Regions from separate parts of the Danio rerio genome. Here region 1 is linked to region 2. A link is a contact called in public HiChIP or PLAC-seq data. All regions are on one chromosome and are shown on one strand. Each heading gives the region's core, a stretch centred on a gene start, on an enhancer-like site or on the middle of the called end of the contact. The rest is flanking DNA. Distances are from core to core; before and after follow the strand shown. Region 1 holds the start of stk11 (serine/threonine kinase 11). Region 2 holds the start of LOC100334269 (receptor-type tyrosine-protein phosphatase mu).

Evidence for each region. HiChIP or PLAC-seq counts read pairs in DNA pulled down with a chosen protein or histone mark.
Region 1: a contact with region 2 is called in an H3K4me3 HiChIP or PLAC-seq map of embryo, with 7 times the contacts expected there. The contact joins the promoter of stk11 here to the promoter of LOC100334269 in region 2. A contact is called at or near these places in 1 of 18 Hi-C or Micro-C datasets (embryo) and 1 of 4 datasets of contacts at active chromatin or transcription factors (embryo).

What each region holds. Positions count from the first base shown.
Region 1 is chr2:63,067,695-63,073,352 of GRCz12tu, reverse strand. stk11 (serine/threonine kinase 11) reads right to left here and starts at 3,483. Exons shown (of 11, transcript NM_001017839.1): 1 at 3,346-3,483.
Region 2 is chr2:62,722,767-62,727,338 of GRCz12tu, reverse strand. LOC100334269 (receptor-type tyrosine-protein phosphatase mu) reads right to left here and starts at 1,821. Exons shown (of 32, transcript XM_073932254.1): 1 at 1,633-1,821. The coding sequence starts at 1,708.

The sequences.
Region 1 (5,658 bases), core at 2,234-4,733, 340 kb before region 2:
AAAGCCAAGACCTTTAAGTGTTTTAGTATCTTAGCTACATATTTATAGGCTGTATTACCAAAACATATTATATTTTTAGGGTAATGGTGTCATTAAATATGATGGCAGACATTCAAAGCTTAATTTTAATATCTCAATAATAGCTCTGAATGTAAATATGTTGTGACAGTATGGCGTTTTATATGAGAACGGTCAGAATGAGCAGTATGGTAATTCTAATAGTTACAGAATTCTAGTTCCACTGTTAATATATCCTCCTCTCATGTCTGTGCTAACGCAGAATGAAGCGAGTGCACCGATGCCCATTCTGACCAATCACAGATGTTTCTGCTGAGCTCCTGAACACACAGGCATTCTGCTCATGCTGATCTGCTCTCTCATTGGCTGCAGCTCGTCACTACATCTAACCACACGTGGGGTTGAGTCGGCCGACTGCTCTGGAATATTCAGCATGCTGAATGTTGGATTTCCGTCTGCGAGGTGTCGGCGAGGTGTCGGCGACGCGTCAGCGAGCCTCGTTGATGCGTTGTTCAGTAGTTCACACATAAAGAGCGGCGAGCGCCGAGCACCCGCAGATTTCTTCCCGATCACAGCCCGATCTGTCGGCGAGCTCGTTAACTTCCAAATCGGGCTCAAATCAGGCTTAAAATCCTCTAGTGTGAACTAGGCTTAAGCCGCTGCACTGTTCAGCTCTTCAGCATGCTGGATGTTGGTTTAAAAGAGATTTGTGTTTTAGATGCTTACTGAATCATATACTGACCAGTAACTTGTGGTGTGGATGCTACTTTTCTACTGTTGCCCTAAAAAAACTCAATAAAAGTCATGAAAAACAAAACCTACAAATACCTTAGGACTGATATAACACAATGTTTTAGCGGCTTTATACCTTGAATTTTTAAAACCGCGGTAAACCTTAAAACCGGTTATTGTCCCATGCCTAGTCCCTAATTAATTAGGACTCGCCACAGCAGAATGAACCGCCAACTATTCCAGCACATGTTTTACACAGCAGATCCACGCCAACCTGGAGAGACCATGCAAACTCCACACAGAAACACCAACTGACCCAGCCGGGCTTGCTGTGTGGCCACAGTGCTAACCACTGAGCCACCGTGTCACCCATATATATATATATATATATATATATATATATATATATATATATATATATATATATATATATATATATATATATATATATATATATATATATATATATATATTTTTTTTTTTTTTTTTTTTTTCTTGCTTTGTAGTTGTTTTGCTTTCTTTAGAATAGGCAGCTTTAAAAGGAACAGCAAGCAAGACTGACCCCCACAGATACATTGACAGCCTTCATGAATGAAATGCACACTTTTCCACCATCTGGCAACCCGGAGTGCTGAAATATAACTTGTAAAACTGGCTGTGGGGCAGAGTTACAGAGAAAGCAAAGACAGATATTCTGACACTGAAAGCACATTCTCAAAGCAGAAGAACTGACTGCTGAATTATTTCTCTGAAAAACATGCTCATTTAGCATGTTTCTTAAATATCTGCAAACATACTATGGTATTTCTATGCTTTAGAAGAGTCAAACACATACAGTTGAATTCAGAATTATTCGCCCCCTTTTTATTTTTTACCTAATTTCTGTTTAACAGAGAGCAGATTTTTTTCAGCACATTTCTAATCATAATAGTGTTAATAACTCATCTCTAATAACTGATTTATTTTCTCTTTGTCATGATGACAGTAAATAATATTAGACTAGATATTCTTCAAGACACTTCTATACAGCTTAAAGTGACATGTAAAGGCTTCACTAGGGTAATTAGGGTAAAGTTAGGGTAATTAGGCAAGTCATTGTATAATGACGGTTTGTTCGAAACAAAATAAATAGCTTAAAGGGGCTAATAATATTGACCTTAAAATGTTTTTAAAAAAATTAAAAACTGCTTTTATTCTAGCCGAAATAAAACAAATCACACTTTCTCCAGAAGAACAAATATTATCAGACATACTGTGAACATTTCCTCAATCTGTTCAACATAATTTGTGAAATATTTCCATTTCCAAATCCAAGGTTGGCCGAATAATTCTAGCTTCAACTGTACAGCATTTTGAATATGTTTTTGGCTTGTCACAGTGTGGATTGCACTTTTATTTGTTGTATTTACTTATTTTGTTCTTGTGCAAACAAATTAAATTTAAATTACCAGTAAAAAACCCCAGTACTGGGAAACACCCAGACCCACTCATTCACACACACAAAAACTCATACACTACGGCCAATTTAGTTGATCAGTTCCCCTATAGCGCATGTGTTTGGACTGTGGGGGAAACCAGAGCAAACCCACTCCAACACATGGAGAACATGCAAACTCCACACAGAAACACCAACTGACCCAGCCGAGACTCCAGCAGTCACACATTGCTTGTATAACATATTTGCATAAGCTTTTCATTGAGATATAAAATTGTTGATTGAGATTGAAAATAATGATCAAAATTACATTTGTATTTTGCATGAGCTCTTCATAAGTTCCAGCATTTAAATATACTGGGGGAAAGTTAGTTTCACACTTCTGGACTTTCTCCTTAATAATATAATCTCAGAAAAGTTTTCTTTGCAAATCCTAAAAAAGGACAATCACATTTTCAGCTGATGAAAAACAAGATTGCTGACAGTCAGTTAAATAGTGCTAATGTTGATTTGAGGTCATAATTATGTCTGATTTCAGACCCAATATTCAAAGCATCATGGTAAACAATATAGGGAGCGTGTCACAACTAGTCACTGAACAAACGTGCTAATATTAAACAAACTTTAGTTCCATTTTAAATATTACAGCTCCTTTATTCTTTATTTTAGTTCTCTTCAATGTTTTAATACGATCTAGACTGAGATATAGAAGCGACACAGGAATGAAGATCAGTCTAATGAGTCTGGATATCAATAAAAGACTGCAAAAGAGGATTTTACAATCTCACACACACACACTAACACAAACTACACACAAGAAAATAGAACACACACTGAGAGAAAACACAACACAACGACACACACAGAATACACAAACACAGATCTCTATCAAACGGTCGAGAACTGAGGAGAACCGGAGATCAGATGAGCTGATTGATTAATTGATTGATTATTGATCTGATCACCTGACCATCAACTGCGGATCATCGATCAGCCGCGATGTGTGTGCGTATGTATACATGTAGATATGCGTGTGTGTTTGTGTGTATGAGTGTTTGTGTCGATGGAAGGAAAGTGTTTGTCGGCGGCGGTTAGCGGCGGCTAATGCACACATACACACACACACGGACACAGACAGAGACACGCGCACACACACTGACCTGACGCTGGCCTCCTCCGCTCGGCTCACTGACGGACACACAGTCGTTCTTCTCCTTCTTTTTCGCTCTTTATTCCTCTGTTTTCTCGCTTCTGTTCTTCACAGCTGCTGCTGCTTCAAGGCTGCCGCCATCTTGTTTACCTCCCTCCCCTCGCTGCAGTACGCATGCGCACATCCGTGAACGCGCTCGAGGCCTCCAGACGGAAACGCGCGCAGGAAAGTTCCAACTTGAAGATGATCATATCCATTCATTTATTTATTTTCTTTTCGGCTTAGTCCCTTTATAAGTCTGGCGTCGCCACTGTGGAATGAACCACCAACTCATCCAGAATATGTTTAACGTAGCGGATGCCCTTCCAGCTGCAACCCAGTACTGGGAATATGACCATAATCAAAAATATCCAAATATGTTTATCAAAGATTATTATTATGTGTGGTGTGCTGGAGCACATCAGAGGGGATTTACGGCGAATCTAAATGGCATTCTTATATAATTCTTGGTAATTTACACCTTTATTATGGATTTATTGTCTATTATCTGGTTATTGTCAGGCTAAATACTTGCATACGAGGAATAAATATTAAATATATTACATGTTATTATTATTATTATTATATTATTATTATATAAAAGTGGCAAATACAGTAAGAGTGAATTTTGTAATTCTTACACTTTTTAAATATTTTAATAAATAATCTGTATTTGTGCTGTATTAAATAATCTGTACAGGCTGTATAAATTGCAATATTCTTGTTAGCACACTAACGAGTATTTGTTAATGCAGTATTTTAAATGGCAAAATGAGTTGAGTTGATGTTTATTTATTGATTTATTTGTAGAAATGTTATAGTTTTAAATATATAGCTGAAAGCAGAAGTTTACATACACTGTATAAAAGGGCAAATGACCATTTAAAAAAAGTCAGATGTTAATGTGACTAAACTTTTTCTCTTTTAGGTAAGTGAGGATGATCACATGTGTTTCTGTTCTGCTTGATAGCAGAATAATTAGAGATATATGTTGAGGAATTGTTCTAACTCTTGTTGAAAGTCAAGTTTACACACAATCAGATTATTCTGCCTCTGGAAAAGCTCAGATGATGATGTCAGGGTTTTGGAAGTTTCTGATTGGCTAATTGACAACATTTGAGTTAATGTGAGGCACAACTGTAGAATAGTGTTGAAGGAAAAGCTCAAACACACTGCTTCCTTCTGTGACAACATGAGAAAATCAACAAGCCACAATCAACAACAAAGCCAGATTTCCATTAGCTGAATGACACTGGGAACAGACTAATGTGTGGAGACATGTCCTGTGCTCTGATGGAGCTAAGATTGAACTGTTTGGCCATAATGAGCAGTGTTACATCTGGAGGACAAAGGGGAAACACACAAGCCTAGAACACCATCCCAACTGTGCAGTATGGGGGCGGCAGCATCATGTTGTGGGGCTGTTCTGCTGCAGGAGGGACTGGTCCACTTCACAGCATAGATGGCATCATGAAGACAGAACATCATGGAGAAATACTGAAGCAACATCTCAACACATCAGCCAGGACATTACAACTCAGCCACAAATGGCTCTTCCAGACAGACCATGACCCTAAGCACACTGCCAAATGAGTTAACATGTGCTTTAAGGACAACAGAGTGAATGTTTTGCAGTGGCCATCACAAAGCCCTGATCTCAATCCTATAGAGAATGTGTGGGCGGAGCTGAAAAAGCTTGTGCGAGCAAGACAGCCTACAAATCTGACTCAGTTACAGCAATTCTGCAGGAGGAATGGGCCAAAACTCCTGCAAACTATTGTGAGAAGCTTAAGGAAGGAGAGCCAAAACATCTGATTTTAGTTATACAGTTTAAACGCAAAGCTAAAGAAATACCAAGGAAATGTGTGTAAATGTGTGTCTAGAAATTATGTAAAAATTCTCTCATTCTGGCGTTTAGCAAATGTAAATAATTTGGACTTAAAACAATAGTTGTGTTTCTTTTTTTACAGTTTGTAAATTTCAACTGTATATTTCTTAATTTTATTCCTCATTCAGGCCTGTATTTCTCTTCTCTTCTGACTTCCTCTGTAAAATGGATTATTAGTATTATTATCATTATTATTTTAATGGAGCTGAACTGCAGTGAACAGCTGTATATTTATTTATGAAAGATTAATAAACTGTAACTAATATTTTGCTCATTGTTAATGTGAGATTACTGCCAACATTTAGTAAATATAGATATAAACACTACATACACGCACGCACGCACGCACACACACACACACACGCACGCACGCACGCACGCACGCACGCACGCACA
Region 2 (4,572 bases), core at 572-3,071:
AATAAACTCAAACAGGCTTGGAAAAGAATAAGGTGTGAATCCACTCGAGTAAACGATGACTACACTTTCATCTCTGGGTGAACTGTCTCTTTAAGAAACTAGCTGATCGATCCTATTGATCTGCTCATATACGTGTCCGATCAGAGTTACAGAAGTGTGTGTTTAATAAAGAGCAGCGCAGCTGTGATGTAAATCAGAGAGCCTCGATGTACATAACCTGCGTAAACACAGTCAGCGAGTGAGCCATGCTGCCCCCTGCCGGACAACAGAGGAACTGCAACACACACACACACACACACACACACACACACACACACACACAAACACACACTTTCACACACTGTATAAAAACAGCATACGGAAACTTGAAAAATGTTTTGCACAAATGCAATGACTAACTGTAATGTTGTATAACCGAACTGCAATGTCCAAACACAGCACACTCATGAGCAATGGACATGTGATTAAATGCACATCATCCTCTAGAAGTAATGCAACTGAACTAATAATTCCACATATAAAGCAATGCTAAAAACTCCCAGTGACACCGCAGCCTGTACATTATGCATCCGCGTATCGATTGAAACGTCACTAATGTCCCCTATTAGAGCGCACAGAGGAAAATCTATCCCTCACACAGCTAAAACAACCCTTTTAAAGTGCGTTTCGCGTCCCTTTGGGCTACAAAACAATCACTGACTGCGAATCTGAGTTGCATTTCAACTGATGAGTTGCATCCAAATTGCGTGCACTGAATCTCTACATCACAAGCAGACCCGAACACAACTATAAAGCGCTTTGAGTGGAACGCAATGCAAATATTACATTCTCAAATAAACTGGACAAACTCGACCATTGAGTTAATTGTTTAATTAAAATCCATCTGCATTTTTTAGCACAACTGCAGGGTTTGTCCATATTTGAGCCAACGCAGGGTTCATGAACACCCCAGCGGTTTTTATTTGTGCATATGCATGTACTTACTCAAGTGTGATGGAGAGATCATCCATCCTAAGAAAGCAAAATAAACAATGCACAACAATCTTCTGAATCTCCAGAAAGAGAAAAGTTTAAATAAAGAAAATAATGCCTTCGGTCAGTTGGAGAGAGCCGCATTACCTCCATTAATAAATCAATCCAGCGTGTTTCATTAGACAAATCCATAAAGAGTGAAGCAAATCATTATCACACACACACACACGGCCACATTCCCAGACTCACACACACTCTCAACACTGGTTAAAGTTCTCTTTTAAAGCAAGCATTGCGCTCTTAAAATGCTGGGCTTTCGTAAAGTTACCCCAACGCTGGCTCAACCACAAACAGACCAAACCAAAGTGCAATTTAAATTGAAAATAAAACACTCCAGCGCTGGGTCTGTCCATATTTGACCCAACGCTGGGTTCGTATCCGACCCAAACAACCCATCATTGTTTAGCACAGAGCTGTTCAGTTCACAAACAGGTGCTTTCGCTATGTCCGCTCCGGTGTTTCCAGCATCGGGTTCGCGGTGATGTTTCTAAACCCGCGCGCGTGCCCGGAGCCCGTGATTACCGTGATTCCATCAAACTTTACCAGACTCCAAACAATCACGCGATCCGGTGCAACTCCGGTTAATCCGCTTGATCTTACCTTTGAACACCTGCGCGCTGGCGGACAGCAGCAGGACGGCCAAGGCGGCGGAGATGCGCGGTAAAAGTTTGTCCATGCTGGCGGTGTCGGTGCGGGAGCCGGTGTGGGTCTGTGCCCGCCGGCCGAACTCTGAGCAGCGGCGGCTTCTGGAGCAGCTCTGCTCGGGCTCCTGTGGAAGTGTTGCTCCGCGCTCCCGGAGACGCGCGCGTGTGACTGTGTGTGTGCGTGCGTGCGCGCGCGCCTGTGTGTGTGTGTGGCGGGCGTCAGAGTGAGTTGTGGATTACCGGGCGGATCTGCTCTCCGGTAGAGGGTGTGCGGGAGCTTTGACTGTTTCACTGTGTCGCGCTGAGAGAACTGTCTGTCTGTCTGTCCGTCCGTCTGTCTGTCTGTCTGTCTGTCTGTCTGTCTGTCTGTCTGTCTGTCTGTCTGAGAAATGCTGGTTTCTATTGACCCAATTTTAGTAAAAATATGAAGAGAAAAGCATTGGGTTATTTTCTTTCTATTTAATTTAAATGACACGTTTAAACCCAATGGCTTTAGAGTGTGGAACAAGCAAGAATATTCTATGTATTTTTTTAAATCAGTCAATCAATCAATAAATCAACCCAAATTTGGGTCAGTATAAACGTTTTTCATGAATCTTTCAAACTAAATTTTAGCCAAATTTGCAACGATCAGTCAAATATGGATCAAATGGGTCTTGTCCATTCAATTAATTTCATTTTCTTGTTCCTTTATTAATCCGGGGTCACCACAGCAGAATGAACCACCAACTTATCCAGCAAGTTTTTTTACGCAGTGTATGCCCTTCCAGCCGCAACCCATCTCTGGGAAACATCCACACACACACTCATACACTATGGACAATTTAGCCTACCCAATTCACCTGTACTGCATGTCTTTGGACTGTGGGGGAAACCGGAGCACCCGGAGGAAATCCACGCGAAGGCAGGGAGAACATGCAAACTCCACACAGAAACGCCAACTGAGCCGAGGTCGAACTTGTGACCCAGCAACCTTCTTGCTGTGAGGCGACAGCACTACCTACTGCGCCACTGCCTCGCCTCTTTTCCATTCAATTAAAGTTAATTTACACTTTGTAGTCCATATTTGACCCAACATTGGGTTAAAACAACCCAGCATTTTTTAGATCGTGGTTCAAAACAAGCCAGTATTTCTGATGTATTGCCTGTCCTTACCAATCAATCAATAAACACTCACTCGTCCATTTTCTTATGTGTTTTTGTTTTCAATTCAGCTTTAATTGTGTAGCGCTTTTACAATGTAGATTGTGTCAAAGCAGCTGAACACAGAAGAAAATTGTCCGTCTTGTCCGTCTGTCTGTCCAATTTACTTTGATCTTCTTAGTCCCTGTATTTATCAGGGATCGCCACAGTGGACTGAACTGCCAATTTTTTCAGCATATGTTTTACACAGCAGATGCCCTTCCAGCTGCAACCCAACACTGGGAAACACCCATACACTTTTGCATTCACACACACATACACTACGGCCAGTGTAGTTGATCAGTTCCCCTATAGCGCATGTGTTTGGACTGTGGGGGAAACCAGAGCACCCGGAGGAAACCCACGCCAACACGGGGAGAACATGCAAACTCCACACAGAAATACCAACTGACCCAGCCGAGACTATCTGTCTGTCTGTCTGTCTGTCTGTCTATCGGTCTATCTATTTGTCTGTATTTCGGTCCGTCTATCCATCCATCTCTCTGTCTATCCATCTATCCATATGTTAGTCTGTCAGTCTATCCATCTATTCGTCTATCAATCTATCAATTATCTATCTATCTATCTATCTATCTATCTATCTATCTATCTATCTATCTATCTATCTATCTATCTATCTATCTATCTGTCTGTCTGTCTGTCTGTCTGTCTGTCTGTCTGTCTGTCTGTCTGTCTGTCTGTCTGTCTGTCTGTCTGTCTGTCTGTCTGTCTTTAGTTGGTTTCACTGATGAATCTTCTTTCAGAAAGTCTCAGTCTGAGAGTGAGAGTGGTCTAGTAGAGAGCAGTGGCAGAATGCTCTGGCGTTCAGCAGCTCTTCATTCCTGCAATTCAATTAAAAGATAATCTGCTTTAATGTCGTTTGCTTTAATGTATTCTTCTCTGACTGCTGGACACGTCACATGACTCATTATTTGCTGGAAACATATGATCTTATGCCGTGTGTGCATACAGAGTTACAAACACACGCACACACACACAAACTACATTAGAGAACACATACATGAACATTAATGCGCGCGCACACACACAAATGCACATGCCTACACACACTGACACAAACATAAGCACACACAACATCACATGATCACAACCAAGTGTACACACACACAAATGCAATTATACGCACACACAAATGAACATGCATGTGTACACAAACACACACACATGTATATATATATATATATATATATATATATATATATATATATATATATATATATATATATATATATATATATATATATATGTGTGTGTGTGTACATATATATATATATATATATATATATATATATATATATATATATATATATATATATATATATATATATATATATATATATATGACCTCACACAAGTAAACACACAAACACACATGCAAGCATACACATACACAAACAAGCACAAACAAACACACGCACACGCATAAACAGAACACACAAGCGCAAATGAACAGACACACATTCATGCAAACAAATGCACACAAAAAACACTCATAAAGACACAATTGGGCATGACTATACACATGTACACATGCATAAACGCGCATACAGAAGTACACACACACACACACACACACACAAGCAAGTAAGCACACACACACACATGCCAGTGTAAACACAAAGGCAAAAACAAACATTCAAACACACACACACATACTTAAATGCACATGCCGATACACACACACACACACAAA